Regions from separate parts of the Mus musculus genome. Here regions 1 and 2 are each linked to region 3. Evidence: chromatin contacts called from public ChIA-PET and HiChIP or PLAC-seq data. All regions are on one chromosome and are shown on one strand. The core of a region is the stretch at or near the end of the contact, and the rest is flanking DNA. Distances in the headings are between cores, read along the strand shown. Region 1 overlaps Pvt1 (Pvt1 oncogene). Region 2 has its middle 54 kb from the start of Gm24696. Region 3 has its middle 100 kb from the start of D030024E09Rik.

Region 1 (4,640 bases), core at 962-3,461, 500 kb after region 3:
TTTCCCTTTCTCGATAGCCCATGTATCTCAAGTATTATCCTCAGAAAGGAGGTCAGTTGGACTCTAGGATCTTAACTAAAGGAGGTCCTCCAAGTGTCCGTACCTTTTCAATGGGGAGACTGAAGCTAGGGTCTGGATTTTTCCCAAGGCTGGTTCTGCTTCTCCTATGGCTATCTTCTCAGAATGAAGAAGCTCCTGGTTGCCTCCGAGGCTCTTTCTACTTCACGACCATGGAAGCCAAGGCACCCAAAGCAACTGTGGACTGCTCAAGGGGTGGCTAATTTGGGAAATCTCACATCAGTTCTGAAGCTCGGGTTGCCAGCTGTCATCTCCTTGATTCCAGGAGCTTGAGAGTTTCTCATCACTATAGGAATGAGGATTTAGACCATAGTGATGTGTTGGTGGCCTTCTGTGACCTCTCCACAGGGACCGCAGGAACACCATGGTTCACTGATCTAGTAATGAAGGCTATGGCTGTGGAATTCTTCCACACTTTGCATTTTTGGACTGTCGTGTGAAGCATGTGTCCTGTTCATTGGATAGCAAAGTAAAGGCCTGGTTTATTAACCCAGTGTCCTTGTACATCTTCCTCGCTCCTTCTTTCAAATCATGTAAATCACACATGCCTCCTCCAGGAAGTTTTTCAGGAGTTCTTTAGTTGTTATCTTTGCCATTAAATCCTACACATTATACAACCAAAGGTTCACCAAGCTTTGCACACTGAGTGTCAAATCACTGTGGTTGGTCGTTTATGCTATAGCAGGTTCAGCTGACTTCCTTGTTCAACAAATATATGATTACATTACATTCTGTCCATCCAATCATCATCTAATCACATGAGGAACGTTTTGCTTATGCTATTTCATGAATAGTGTGCTGGGGGAACAAAGATAGACCATGTATGACTCTAATGGCCTAGGACTTAGGCACACACTGCAACAAACATGAAGATCTGAACCTTTTTCATAGCTCCTGCTCATTAGTCATAGTTGTGAGCCTTGAATCCCATACTCTTGTCGATGCATTGTTTCCTCATCTATAGGGATGTTACCTGCCTTACTAGAGCTTTTATGTGATAACACAGAGCCTTGAGAATCCATCATTAAAAACAAAACAAAACAAAAACCCAAATAAACAAAGTAAAAAAACAAACAAAACAAAACAAAAACAAATAAAAAACTACCCTCGTTGGCCTGTAACTTTCCATCTAACCCAGGCTAGCCTGAATTACTAATCGTCATATCTCAGTTGCCTGAATGCTGGGGTTACAGGCCTGGGCCACCACAGATGGGTCATGAGATCCTGCATCTTACATGCTGAATTTTTCTCTGAGGCAGGTATCAGTGTGTAGGTTAATAAGCAGGATGCTTACTCTGGAGTACATTGGGATCAACAATTGTGAAACGCATGGAAGGAATCAGGATTGGAAGGAGCCATCAAGCTGTGAAGGTGTCTGAGCATAGCATAGCCTCAGAGAGAGCTCTGCATAGACCACACTAGAATGCTCTTTGAGAACTGTCCTGAATTGTGGTGGCATGACGGTTGATCAGTGACAATGTAGCTTTGCCTGGAAGGATACTTGAGTCTGACCCTGTTCAGCTAAAGTTGTCTCCAAAGAAGCTGGCAGCTGAGTGTCAGTTGGTTGTACCAAGCAACTGTTTTTAATGATGGATGCATGGTACCTAGCACAAAATAAGCAATCAGTATTTAGGGAATGTTTTCACCCAAGCACTATTCATTCAGCAAGTGGTTACTATTTGGACAATGTTCTACTACTGAGCTCCTTATACGAGTCGTGCACCATGGCTACAAATAGGAAGTTTATAATATGAGGTAGGTTCAACACTGGCTTCCTGGAAGAGTAGACCTGGAGATGTGACTTCCTGGATCATGGGCCCTGGGACTCGGTATTTCCTTGTCTTTCTAGAAGATCATTTCTTGAGATGAGGTGCGAGGTGTCTCAGGGGTGGGACTCTCCATCACGGCCCACCTGATGGTGCACCTGTGCACCACGGGAAACTCCCTGCTAAACTTACATTAACTGTTTGAATTCCCAGTAGCTTGGAACTTCCCCAGGGGTCCCATTGGCTCTGTGACTTTCCATCACTTAAGTAATTGGAGGATGGAGCCGAATGGAAATAATCTATACGCTTTCTTCTGTGAGTCACCAAAAACTACAGCCCAGAGTGTGTGTAACTGCTTGACTTACTTTTCCTGTATGCAAATGAGCTGTCATTACAGTTCAGTAAGTAGAGACTCTACAGAGTGAACATGAGACCATTATAGTTTCTATTTGAAAAAGACAGAGATAGCTTGGTACAACTGTCTGCCTTGGCAAGAGCCCTTGGTAGAAAGTGCTTTTGGGTTGGGACCTTACAACTCTTTGGGAAGTGTTTGTTGGTACACTCTGGCCCCATTTTCCAGCTCTTGCCTTGACCAAGACATAGCAGGAAGTAGATGATCTCTAGTGTGGGGTAGGTTGTTTTTATCTCCACAAGTCACCCAGGTGATCAGAGAAGCTTTCCGGAAAGCAATGGCTTTGATGTTCTGGGTGACAAGCTGTGAGTGTGCGGCAGGAAAGGAGGGTTTTGAGGTTGGAGAAATGAAACTACTTTGGGTGGTGACTTCATCACTTGACACCCCTATGGTAGGAAGGTTCTTATAAAAGAAAGGTGAATGCAAGGGTAGGTATGAAAAGGAAAGTTTGAGGTGGACAACAGTGAGATGACGGGCTTCTCATGGTTCAGGGAAATCTACCGGCACCATCGACCTTCTAGGACCCTTCTTCCTCCCACACTTCACCGAATCCTCAGTTTCACCAGTGACCATGTTTACACCTGTTATCTGCTCCATTCTTCGCACATGATGTTACCCTGACCCCATGTGTGCCTACTGCTCAGGGAGCTTGGCTTAGAAACCAGAGTTCTTGGGACAAATAGCCTTTCTCCATAGAATCATAGTGGCCCTCACTGACCTGAGAGCATCCCGTCTTCCAGTTCCCAGTTTGTAGAAGCTATACCTTCCCCTACCCCTCCGAGCTTCTCCTCTGTGGAGCCCCAATGTTCTGTTCATGGCTCTTCTGAGCCTTGGCTTCTTAAGCCCTAACTGGGACTGATAGCAGTCCCTGCCATTCTCTTTAGGTCACCGCTGTGCAGAGGAAAGGCTTCACACACTGCCTGAGTTGCATTTCTTGAGGGTGTTTTTCCTCGATGGCTTTTTTTTTTTTTTTTTAGCTGTGCTGGGGAGTCAAGGATATATGACCTCACCAATTAGTGATCAAATCTTTGACACCCTTAGGTGTTACCCAGGATACTAGTTTAGCCATTTGGAACCAGGTGTGTCTAACCTGTGGCCAATAGGCCACTTGAGTCTTACGATAGCTGTTAATGCAGTTCACTACTTTCATAGATGACACTATCATATCGCAATAGCAAAAGGTTGGACAGCTCTGTAAGATTTAGCCCATCTATCTTCTGAAAACAGGAATATGTGCAAGGAATGAGTGACTGCTGTGTGCCAGGGAAGAAACATGATGCTGCGTGGGACTGATTACTGCTTCGTGCTCAGTGCTGGCTCACACAGTAATGTGTTCATTTCTTTGGTGTTTTGTTGTTGTTGTTGTTATTGGTTTTTATTTGCTTGTTTTTGTTTTTTGTTTTTGTTTTGTCCCTCTTTTGTATTTAAAACAAAGCAAACATCTTGGTCTATTTATTTCTTTTCAAGCCCCTTTTCAGTAAGTGTCTAAGTCTCCAAGTGCTTGAGGCTTAGTAACTTATAAAGCAAAGATGCTTGTTTAGGTTTGTGTTTCTGGGCTTTGGGAAGTTAGTTCATGGTTGGGCAACTGCATCTGCCTTACAATATGGCAGAAGTCGGAAGGCGGAGAGGGTGCAGTGGGAAGAGATAGTAGAGTGAGAACAGCCTTGCTTGTAACTACCAAGCACTGGGATAGCAAACACTCACCATGGTAAGAATTAACCCAGTTCTCTAAGAAAGCTCCTTACTAAGCAGGAGGATCAATGAGTGACAGCAGTTAGACACTGAGAATAACAAAATGCTTATCAAGCCCCTACTGTGAGCTGGGGCTGTATTGTGTTGACTTCCTCAGCATCCAAGAAGGTAACCACGGCTGCTATCTATCTTTGAATACAAGTCAGGGTCAGAGAACCGAAGAGATACTTGCTACTTACTGGGACTCTCATTTTGACCCCTGGCAGCCAGTGTCCTGAGATTGTCCCTGATGCTTTCATGCTTAGCCTTGATGGATTTCATAGAATTCAGCAAGGATGGGAGCCAGGTTGGGCCAACCCTCCTGGAACCATCCAGCTGTATCTGTATTCGATCTTTTTCAGGGCCTTCTTTGGGGAGAGCAAATACCCTCTGACATCACACCTGTGCTCAGAAACGTCTTGGTTGAACAGCCAGGTATTTGGCTTTCCTCAGCTGCTACAGGTGCCCCAGTCTACCGGCCCGATCTATTTGCAGTGGTCAGATGGTGTTTGGATGGATTCCTGAGAAATCCATCCATGGTCACTTATTTTCTAGCAGGCTCATTGTTTCCTGCTCAGTGTGTAAGATCTGCTACCCATGGCTGACTGATCGTGGCAACATCTGTGCGGCCATTTGGCCTCACGGTCCGAGTA
Region 2 (4,732 bases), core at 781-3,280, 260 kb before region 3:
ACAGGCATTGGAAGCCTAGGAGACAAGGTGTGTGCTACAAAGGGCAGAGCTGAAGAAGTGATCCAAGCCCTTGGAGGAATCCAGAAGATCGTGAGTGGATCCCAGACATTGCACAGTTGGAGTTTGATTTTGCTTTTGATTGTGACTGTGCCCTGATGCTTTTCCCTCTCGAAGGAAGAAAGTATTTTAGTGTAGCCCACCGTTAAGATACTTTGAATTTTTAAAAGACTCTGAATTTTAAAAGATATTAGGAATTTAAAGGGATGGAACTTTTAGTATGTACAGACTGTGGGACTTTTAAAGTTATTTAGATATTACTGCCAGCAGCCTAGCCAAATATATCTTCTTACTTGGAAAAGCATCATAGAGAACTACTCAACATTGCTTCTCCCTCATAACTTTTGTTTCCTGAATTCTGGTCCCTATAAGCTAGGCAGTGTGAACCTATCTGAACTCACCTTTTCTTTTCATTCCAGTAATTTGCCTTCCTTTTGGCTTCTTAAACAGTCAAAGACACTCTGACCTTAAGGTCTTCATCATTGTGATTCGTTCTTAGAATGCTCTTTTTCCAGATGCCCACATATTTCTTTATTGTATCATTTAGGCCTTGGCTCAAATGCCAGACATCCCTGATCATGTTATCAAATGGTTTAGCACCACACTATTCTTTTTCCAATTATTTTTCTTTAATTTTCCCCCATACATCCTTGCATTTGACAGAAAATTTACTTAAGAAATATTTGATACTTGTGAGTAAAAGATTATCAACTCTTAGAAATCTATAGATTTATAAACAAGTGTTCTTCAACATTGTGTTCCTTCTGAAAACTGGAATCTAATTTATAAAAGATAGTGTAAGGTATTCAAACATTTTAAATTACAGAATTACTAGAAGAATGAATGAATTCAGGATTGGGTCACACACTGGCCACCGGGGAGAGGTTTTAAATGGTACAGTGAAAAAACTCTGCAAATATGAGACAAGGTTATTTGCTACCTAGGGCAGTCATCTTGGAAAAAAAGAGGTTAACACTCCAGTTTTGAGTAGTCTAAGAGTTGATTCAGTGAAGGAGGATCTGAAAGTTTCAAGAGACCTTTCCTGAGTTTAAAAGATAGACCTTTAGGACATGTCAGGTATACCTCATTCCCGAATGTTTGAGCTTCTGATTTTTATCATGCTTCTCTTGATAATCAGCTTTAGACAGTGTTTAGTGCACTCAAGTAGCTCCATGCAGCTCCTGAAGGGCAGTCTTCTCTGGAAACAGCCATGTCCATTGTATACATGGACGTTTCCAAGTTGGGTTTGGTTTTATCAGAAGATTTGACTGAAGTAGTCAAGGGAAGTAGTCAAGGTTTCTGTTGGTGCCTGGAGGAACTGTATTAGTCTATTACAGAGTGTTTATGTACCTCAGGATGTTTTATTATGACTTTGGTTCAACTTCGATGTCCCATTTTGCTGATCCACCTGAAATACAAATGGTAAACAACTGCTTCAACTCTGGATGCTGCCTCACCTCCAACTCTGCAAGAAGCTGATCCATAATGATGTGAGTGAAGCATTAGGTTCCAAGAGACTGAACCTGAGATGGATTGATGTTAAGCTGGAAAATAAATGGAGGATAGAGGGGATATCGTTCAAATGTCAGAGAACATTTAAAAAAAAAAAAAAAGGTGCGTCTGCTTTGTATGCAAGAAAAGCAGATGAAAAGAAAAAGAGGCCCCGTGTTTCCAGCCCAAGATCCAGCACTGATAGATTGTGGCATTTTTGAGAAATCACTTAAGACTTCTGATTCTTTTTTGTTCAAAATGTATTATTATTTCTATATTATTCTTAAAATTCAACTAAGAGTTTAACAACCGAAACATCTATCTTAGTGTTTCAAGAAGTACATGGCCTACACATTTGTTAATACAACCTTCTCATTAATCCCATGGAAAGCAAAATATTATTCTGATTTGAAACAAAAACTCTTATGTGCAGAAGCCTCTTCAGTTCACACACCTGGGGAAGTGTCTGTGGTATTGTGGTGGCCTACCTACTCAACGTTCTCCTTTAGAGTTCTCTGACACAGGGGCCATGCTCCAGGGAGCATGGTCTGTGTGGAAAATAAGTCAACGTTCTATAAATACCTAAAGGCACCAAAATATCTTTCAATGTGGGACTCTAGTAAGAAATGCAGATTGCAGCAATGACTCCCACTACACTTTTGTGGCTCCATATGAACATAGAACAATAATTTAAAAAGGAAAAAAAACAGTGTCTATATTTCCTTGAACTGTGTTGCTGCTATTAAGTCAGTAAAGCAGGTGAAGTCACAGGGCCTCTTTAATAGACTGGAAGGCCTCATCAATCCTATTCCCCAATTTTATCATCAAACTACAGAAGGTAAATGGAAAGAGTAGAGAAGATATTACACACAAATGCAGAAAACTCACTTCTCTATAGATATGGATGTTTACTAAAAAATAATGGAGACTAGAGGGAAAAGAATGGGTCATCTCCTCTAATGCTCAGCCTGAATACTCAGCTGGGCAGGACCAAGGAAAGGGTTACGATGGTGAAGAATTCAAAAAATCATGGATTCTCAGATTCATGTAAAGACAGGATGAGTTAACATTGCTGGGAAACTTTAACTCATGTGAATCACTCTTGTCTTCATTCTGGCAATTTAGTCCCTGTTCTAAAGTCAAACAAATTAGGTTAGCAAGTTCTTCCTGTTGTAGGTCCAGGTAGGAGAGAAGTAGGTACTTGCATCTCTCTCTAGCCCAAGTGATGAATCTGCCTATTGTCTTCCATGAACCATTTCTCTATACTCAGGCTTCTCAAACTTTTCTATGTATGTCAGAATGATCTCGGGATCTTTTAAAATCATATCCTGATGCATTAGTCAAGAGATACCCCCAGCATTTAGAATTTCTAACAGGCTCCCAGATGCTATTGCTGTGGATTGATCCATTTAGCATAATGAACAATGGGGCCTAGGAATAATGGTCTCCATGTTCAAATGTGATGGCATAATAATGAACTCAGTTCTGCAGTCCATCCAGTACATGTTAAGGGCAAGAGAATTCTTCATAGAGCATAAAAACTGTAGAGGTCATTTGAAATACAAACACAAAATCCTAAAGATGAGAAACAATCATAGTCCTCTGGGTTTTCATAGACATATTGGAAGGATCTAAGACTTCAGAACTAGAAGTAGTGTCTTATTCCAAGAAAGTTCTATTCCAAGTTCTTTTCCTTCTATCTCCAACAATTCTATCCTTCAAGAATTTCTTATCATCTCATAATGGACTCAGAAAGCAAATCTAATATTTGAGTCATCTCTGCTATGGATGCATCATCTCTGCTTATGTATGTGTGAGTTTCACTGAGTAATTTACACATACAAAATGAAAGTTACAAAGACAGGAATGTATATAATATGAGTTCTAATGAATTTAATCTTGATTTTTAGTTTGTTCCAGAATGCTTAGTATCTTTTTCAAAATCGTGAAATTAAAAATACAAATATTTATTATCTGATGACTATGTTAATGCTAGATTAAAGTTTAAATGGAAAATGTTATTTATCAATAAGAGTATCATCACCTGAGAATAATTTTCTACTTCCGTTTGTGCAGGATGCTGAAGTTTTCTGAAGTTTCTCATCTTTGCTCCATGAGTGTGTTACCTTCATGTTCCTCTCACGATTTTTTTCTGTCGTTTCCTTTCTGTTGATCTGATCAAACATTCTGATCAAAATCAGTCTGGGGAAAGAAAGGAAGCATTAAAACTTACACATTATGGTTCATCATTGAAGGATGTCAGGACAAGAATTCAAGCAGACACATAAAGCAGACACCATGAACGAATGCTGCTTGCTAACTCACAGGTTCCTTCTTAGCTAGCTTTCATCACAAGTCCATCTGCCTAGGGAATATTGCTGTCCATAGTGGGCTGGGTCCTCCTACATTAATTAACAAGCATGACAATCCCTCAAAGAAATGCTCACAGGTTAATCTTTTTTGAGTAATTTCTCAAGTGAGACCCCTTTCTCAGGAAATTTGACACTGCGTACAAATGACAGTTAAAGCTAATTAGTGGCTGAGGAAAGTGATGTGCATTCATAGGCAGTCACTAACAAAAATGTTGGTAAGAATTCTAATGAATCCTCATAGAGGCTGAGACGATGTCTCATGCACTTTAGAAATGGAGCTTTGTCCCCCACTTCCAAAAATACACTTACAGTCTGATGTATGTCTATACAATATTTCCTCTGTCGTCGGTGATATTAACTGAAGATGAAATTTACTGACATTCCTTTTCTCAACATAGTGTCTACATACAGAAGAGACAAAAAGCCGTTACCAAGAATAGACAAAAATCTGTTAGCACTCTTTGAGTAAAGAACATGTTTTGAGAAGAATTTTTAAGTTTTATTTTGGTTTTTGTTTTGGTTTGGTTTTTGGTTTTTTTTTTTTTTTTTTTGGTAGTAAAGTTGTTGTGTCAAAGATTTAGGTGACATTGAGTTCAAACTCATTTTGGTAGAAGATGACTTAACATAACAATCAGGTCACACCTAGCTAATGATCTCACATTTAGCCCTTGAACAAGTCTCTGTCTTCTAACCTGCAGCAGTTGTTCAGGAGGAATCAGTATAGAAAGGGAAACGTGAAGCTATGCTGTGGTCCTCTGCATTCTTCTTTATGGAATAGTGAAAAATGGCTTATTCTTTTTTTTTAATTAGGT
Region 3 (4,733 bases), core at 1,300-3,799:
TTTTGTTTTTTGTTTTTTTTTTTTTTTTTTTTTTATCACAATTGCTCTGTAGTACAGCTTTAGGTCAGGCATGTTGATTCCACCAGAGGTTCTTTTATCCTTGAGAAGAGTTTTTGCTATCTTAGGATTTTTGTTATTCCAGATGAATTTGCAGATTGCCCTTTCTAATTCGTTGAAGAATTGAGTTGGAATTTTGATGGGGATTGCATTGAATCTGTAGATTGCTTCTGGCAAGATAGCCATTTTTACTATATTGATCCTGCCAATCCATGAACATGGGAGATCTTTCCATCTTCTGAGATCTTCTTTAATTTCTTTCTTCAGAGACTTGAAGTTCTTATCATACAGATCTTTCACTTCCTTAGTTAGAGTCATGCCAAGGTATTTTATATTATTTGTGACTATTGAGAAGGGTGTTGTTTCCCTAATTTCTTTCTCAGCCTTTTTATTCTTTGGATAGAGAAAGATCATTGACTTGTTTGAGTTAATTTTTTATCTAGCTATTTCATTGAAGCTGTTTATCAGGCTTAGGAGTTCTCTGGTGGAATTTTTGGGGTCACTTATATATACTATCATACCATCTGCAAAAAGTGATATTTTGACTTCTTCCTTTCCAATTTGTATCCCCTCATCTCCTTTTGTTTTCGAATTGCTCTGGCTAGGACTTCAAGTACAATGTTGAATAGGTAGGGAGAAAGTGGGCAGCCTTATCTAGTCCCTGATTTTAGTGGGATTGCTTCCAGCTTTTCACCATTTACCAACATCTGACCTTTTTTCTACCTTGCTTCACTCAAAATATGGACCAGGATACAAGGCAGTTCAGTCCAATGAATGGCTTCATTCAAGGCATGTCTTTTTCTCTGTATTTTTAATAGAATAGAATCACATAATTTCCCCATTCCTTTTAATGTGCAGTCTAGCCCAGCCTCCCATGTTCCAGTAGAGGAGGCTGATGACTAGAAAGGTGCCATGGCTTCTACTCAGCATCTTTACCTACAGGATGAGATGTTGGTTATAGAATGCTTAGGGGCTCTCCCAGCTCTCATACTTCAAGCTCTTCAATAAGAGCAAACACAAGAAAACTAAGTTCACAAATTCTAAGACACTCTTGTTTGCTCTTTTCTCATCACCTCCATCTAAGCCAATAACAACTCCTATTTATTTTGTTCCAAAGTACAATTCATTCTGTCCTCCTCTTTCCTATAGCTAGATTTCCTTCTGTGTATAAGATACCCCATCTTCAAATGAACAGTGAAAATGGATCCTAACTTGTTCCCAACTGTCAGTCTATCCCTCCTACTACTCACATGACTGTGGCAACCTAAATTGGATGGTCTGATTAGAATTTTAACCACTGCAAAACTTCTTTGCAAACTCCCATCAGCAAGTTTCTGTAGAACTTTCCTTGACCTGCCCAATCCCCATCGTCTTCCTCGAGTCTTCTTTTTGATGACACATGAGGGTATCTGAAAGAGGGAGGGATTAAGAAACTCAGAGACTGAAGGATAAAGCCAAGTCTTCAAGATCTGAATGAAAGGAAAGCTCCTGGCTGAGGGACCCAGAGGAGAAACTGTTTAGAGGTGATATCTTGGTAGCCTAGTGTTGCATAACATATTACATAAGACATGTATTGTGTTGAGGTTTCTTCCATACCCCTATGCTAACACTCAGCAGGTTCCCCATATACCACACCCCATACCCCTACTGTAACACTCAGCAGGTTCAAGCCTCTCTAGTGCTGCCTCTGTGCCTTTGTATGCATAGCAACCGCTAGCCTTTTGAAGCTCCTAGGAATTTAAACTCTAGAAACTCTTCTCCTTCAAGCTAACACCTTTCAGGAATCCTCAACTCAGAACCTAGTGACTTGCTTCTCACGAACAGAGCATGCCATGCACAGGTGATGGAATATCACACACAAAGTCAGGATATAAAAGACAGTAGCCCCCATTGTGGTGACTTACTCCTTTTGCTTTCTTTCTTGCTCTGATGAAGGAAACATCCATGCTACAAGCTGCCACTTGCTCAGAGCAAAAACTATACTGGTAAGGACATATATGCCTATCCCCCAGTTTAACCTAAAGAAGGTAAATTTTGCCGCCAAGAGTATGAACAAGCTCAAAGCCATACCATCTTTCCATCCCAAAGCCATTTCAGCCACTAAGTGGCAAGAGCCCAGCCAATGTCTTCATTTCAGCTTCAAAGAAACCCTGATCCAGAGCTTCCAGCTAAGTCATGCTGGCATTTCTGACACCAAGAAACTGCAACACAATAAATGCCTTAAAATAATGTGCTATCCAATAATAGACTACCAAGACACTACCTCCAAACATTTTTCTCTTCTTGGTCCCTTAGCCAGGAGCTCTCTGCATTCAAATCTGGAAGAACTGGTTCCATCCTCCAGTCTCACAGTTTCTGAATCCCTCCCTTTCTCAGAGACCCTCCCCTGCCCAACACCATTCCTAACCCATCACTCTGCTATATTAGCTTAATCCTTTTTCAATCAATGGGGAACTTTCTCCCATCATATATGCAGAGGCTGCATAAGAAACTTTCCCTGACAAGTTCATACCTATGATGTTCAGAACCAAAATTAGAGCATGACACGTAAGACCCTGTCAATAACCACGTGTTATACAAATAAGCAACAAATTATATTTGAAAGTAATTGCAAAGGAGAGATCGAAGAATGCAAAGATTAAACATGATGCTTTGTAAAGCTTACGAAAGACACCAGGATTTGTTCACTTGACTCATCCCATCTATCAGAGAAGATTGAATTTTGAAGTGACCCCAGGGTTGTTTGTTCCTTTCGAAGATCACCTTAAGACTTCGTAATTTCTTTGCTTGAGTTTCCTGCAGATTTCAGCTGAATTTTAAGGCGACAAAAACCCACATCCTCTTCCTTCTGGTTTCCTCCCCCTCTTTTTTCCTCCTGTATAAATCCACCACCCAGTTTAATGCACTCCCCTCCCATGTGAAGAATATTCAAGAAGTTGTCAAAGTTACAAAACTTTTAAGGCAACATAATTACATTTATGTGTCCAACACTCAAAAAAAGACCAAGCTCTTCAGAAATCCATGTGTTTTCTTGTAATTATGGAGAAATTTCTAGGCTTAGAGTAGACTGCCAACTTGTGAAAACATATTCTTTTACAAGGCTGGTTTCTTCTTTCCTGTTTTCATTTAGTCTGTAGCTTAAGGCAGTCGACTGAACTATATTCCCAGACTACAACTGCAAACAGAAAGTACAGAATTATCTCCTTTAAAAGGAAAAAATCTGAGGAATTCATGTTTGCTCTCTTCTTGATCTTAACATAGAAATGAGAGAAAACATTAGTTCAACACCAAAATGATGGAAAGAGGGAGAAATTATCAAAATGGTTCAACACCTTTCCATGGTCATTTTTCAGGTAACATTTGTTAAAATTATACAAAATATTATCAAGCACACTTATCATATAATACCAACATTAACATAAAACTCCTTTGGATTTAGATGTGCAACAAAAGAATAATATTTAAATATTATTACTTACTTGAAGCACTAAGGAAAATACTTCTGATAAGAGTAAATGAGATTCATTCAAGTAGATGATAGGATTTCAAGCCTACTTTTATTGTTGACATTTTCTAACAAGAACTTTGTCTTTGCTAACTCTTTTTCTGTCCTTTGTACTGCAGGCTCTTCTTTCCTCTCTATTATCCTCCAAAGGAAAGGTCATTCATGCCAACTATATTTCTATAAGGTGTGATCAGAATAGTTAGTAAGGAATTGCTGAAACGTGAAGGTAGTGAACATTTAAGTGAGTTTCTTTCTTGCTTAGTATAGTTTCCAATCCCTCTCTGTTACTGTGAGTCTATGTCATGAGCAAAGAAGAGAGGGAATTAAAAAGAATGTAACAAAAAGATTAGAGGAGAGGAATAAAGGTTATATGTGAGATATGATATGATGGAGATATGACTGGTCTGGGATAAATAGAAATTTTAGAAATTCATGTGTAGGGGTGGAGAGATGGCGAAATGTTTAAGAGCACTTGATGTTCTTTCAGAAGAGTGGGGTTTGCTCTCCAGCTCCCACCTAGGATTGCAAATAGCTATAATTACAGTTTCAGAAGATCCCTAGTTCTCTTCTGAATTACAATGGTCCATATACACACACAAACATAATGTGTACATGTGCACATATGCCACATATACAATCAATCAATCAATCAATCAATCAATCTTGTGATGTATATTTGTAATATTTTAAATACCCTAATAATGAGAAGAAATGTTAAGAAAAATATCACAATTGGTTTTGAATAGAATTACACTTAACAATTTTTGAAGATTATGTCTAAAGCTCTCATATTCCCTAATAATTATATGTTTCCAATGAAGTAGAGAGCCTTTACCATAATAGCAGTCAAGACTAGACTGCAGAGATCCCTGGATTATAATAATGGCATCAAAGAAGGGACTAAGACATGAGACTATTCTACCCATCGAAACCCGAGCACTAATTATTTCTCCACAATGAGAGTATGGCTCATTTATATTTTGTTGTTTATATTTGTCTGGATTTTCCCATGAAATTTTTTACACAAAAATTACATTGCTTAAAAATATATATGTTTCAATGGGAAAAAAATATTTCAACAAGTATACTGGAATCTAGTCCTTCAATTACAGCTGAAAAAAGTATGTGCAATAGTAAGAAAAAGAAGACAAAGGGGAGGGCTCTGTGAGTG

Evidence for each region. ChIA-PET counts read pairs in DNA pulled down with a chosen protein or histone mark. HiChIP or PLAC-seq counts read pairs in DNA pulled down with a chosen protein or histone mark.
Region 1: a contact with region 3 is called in an RNA polymerase II ChIA-PET map of memory CD8 T cells, with 13 read pairs. The contact joins two enhancer-like sites. A contact is called at or near these places in 1 of 484 Hi-C or Micro-C datasets (CD4 T cells) and 1 of 115 datasets of contacts at active chromatin or transcription factors (memory CD8 T cells).
Region 2: a contact with region 3 is called in an H3K27ac HiChIP or PLAC-seq map of regulatory T cells, with 3 times the contacts expected there. The contact joins two enhancer-like sites. A contact is called at or near these places in 4 of 484 Hi-C or Micro-C datasets (CD4 T cells, Th2 cells and epidermal suprabasal cells) and 3 of 115 datasets of contacts at active chromatin or transcription factors (CD8 T cells, memory CD8 T cells and regulatory T cells).

What each region holds. Positions count from the first base shown.
Region 1 is chr15:62,167,275-62,171,914 of GRCm38.p6, forward strand. All of the region lies in intron 1 of Pvt1 (Pvt1 oncogene), which reads left to right. Among named protein-coding and RNA genes, the nearest start is that of Pvt1, 130 kb to the left of the region's middle. Within about 2 kb of position 2,212, at least 65 of the 459 cell types and tissues checked have an H3K27ac peak or open chromatin away from gene starts, as enhancers often do. A contact at or near this core is called in memory CD8 T cells, where this site is marked.
Region 2 is chr15:61,409,936-61,414,667 of GRCm38.p6, forward strand. No RefSeq gene overlaps it. Among named protein-coding and RNA genes, the nearest start is that of Gm24696, 54 kb to the left of the region's middle. Within about 2 kb of position 2,031, at least 12 of the 459 cell types and tissues checked have an H3K27ac peak or open chromatin away from gene starts, as enhancers often do. A contact at or near this core is called in CD8 T cells, Th2 cells, memory CD8 T cells and 1 more, where this site is marked.
Region 3 is chr15:61,667,917-61,672,649 of GRCm38.p6, forward strand. No RefSeq gene overlaps it. Among named protein-coding and RNA genes, the nearest start is that of D030024E09Rik, 100 kb to the right of the region's middle. Within about 2 kb of position 2,550, at least 13 of the 459 cell types and tissues checked have an H3K27ac peak or open chromatin away from gene starts, as enhancers often do. A contact at or near this core is called in CD8 T cells, Th2 cells, memory CD8 T cells and 1 more, where this site is marked.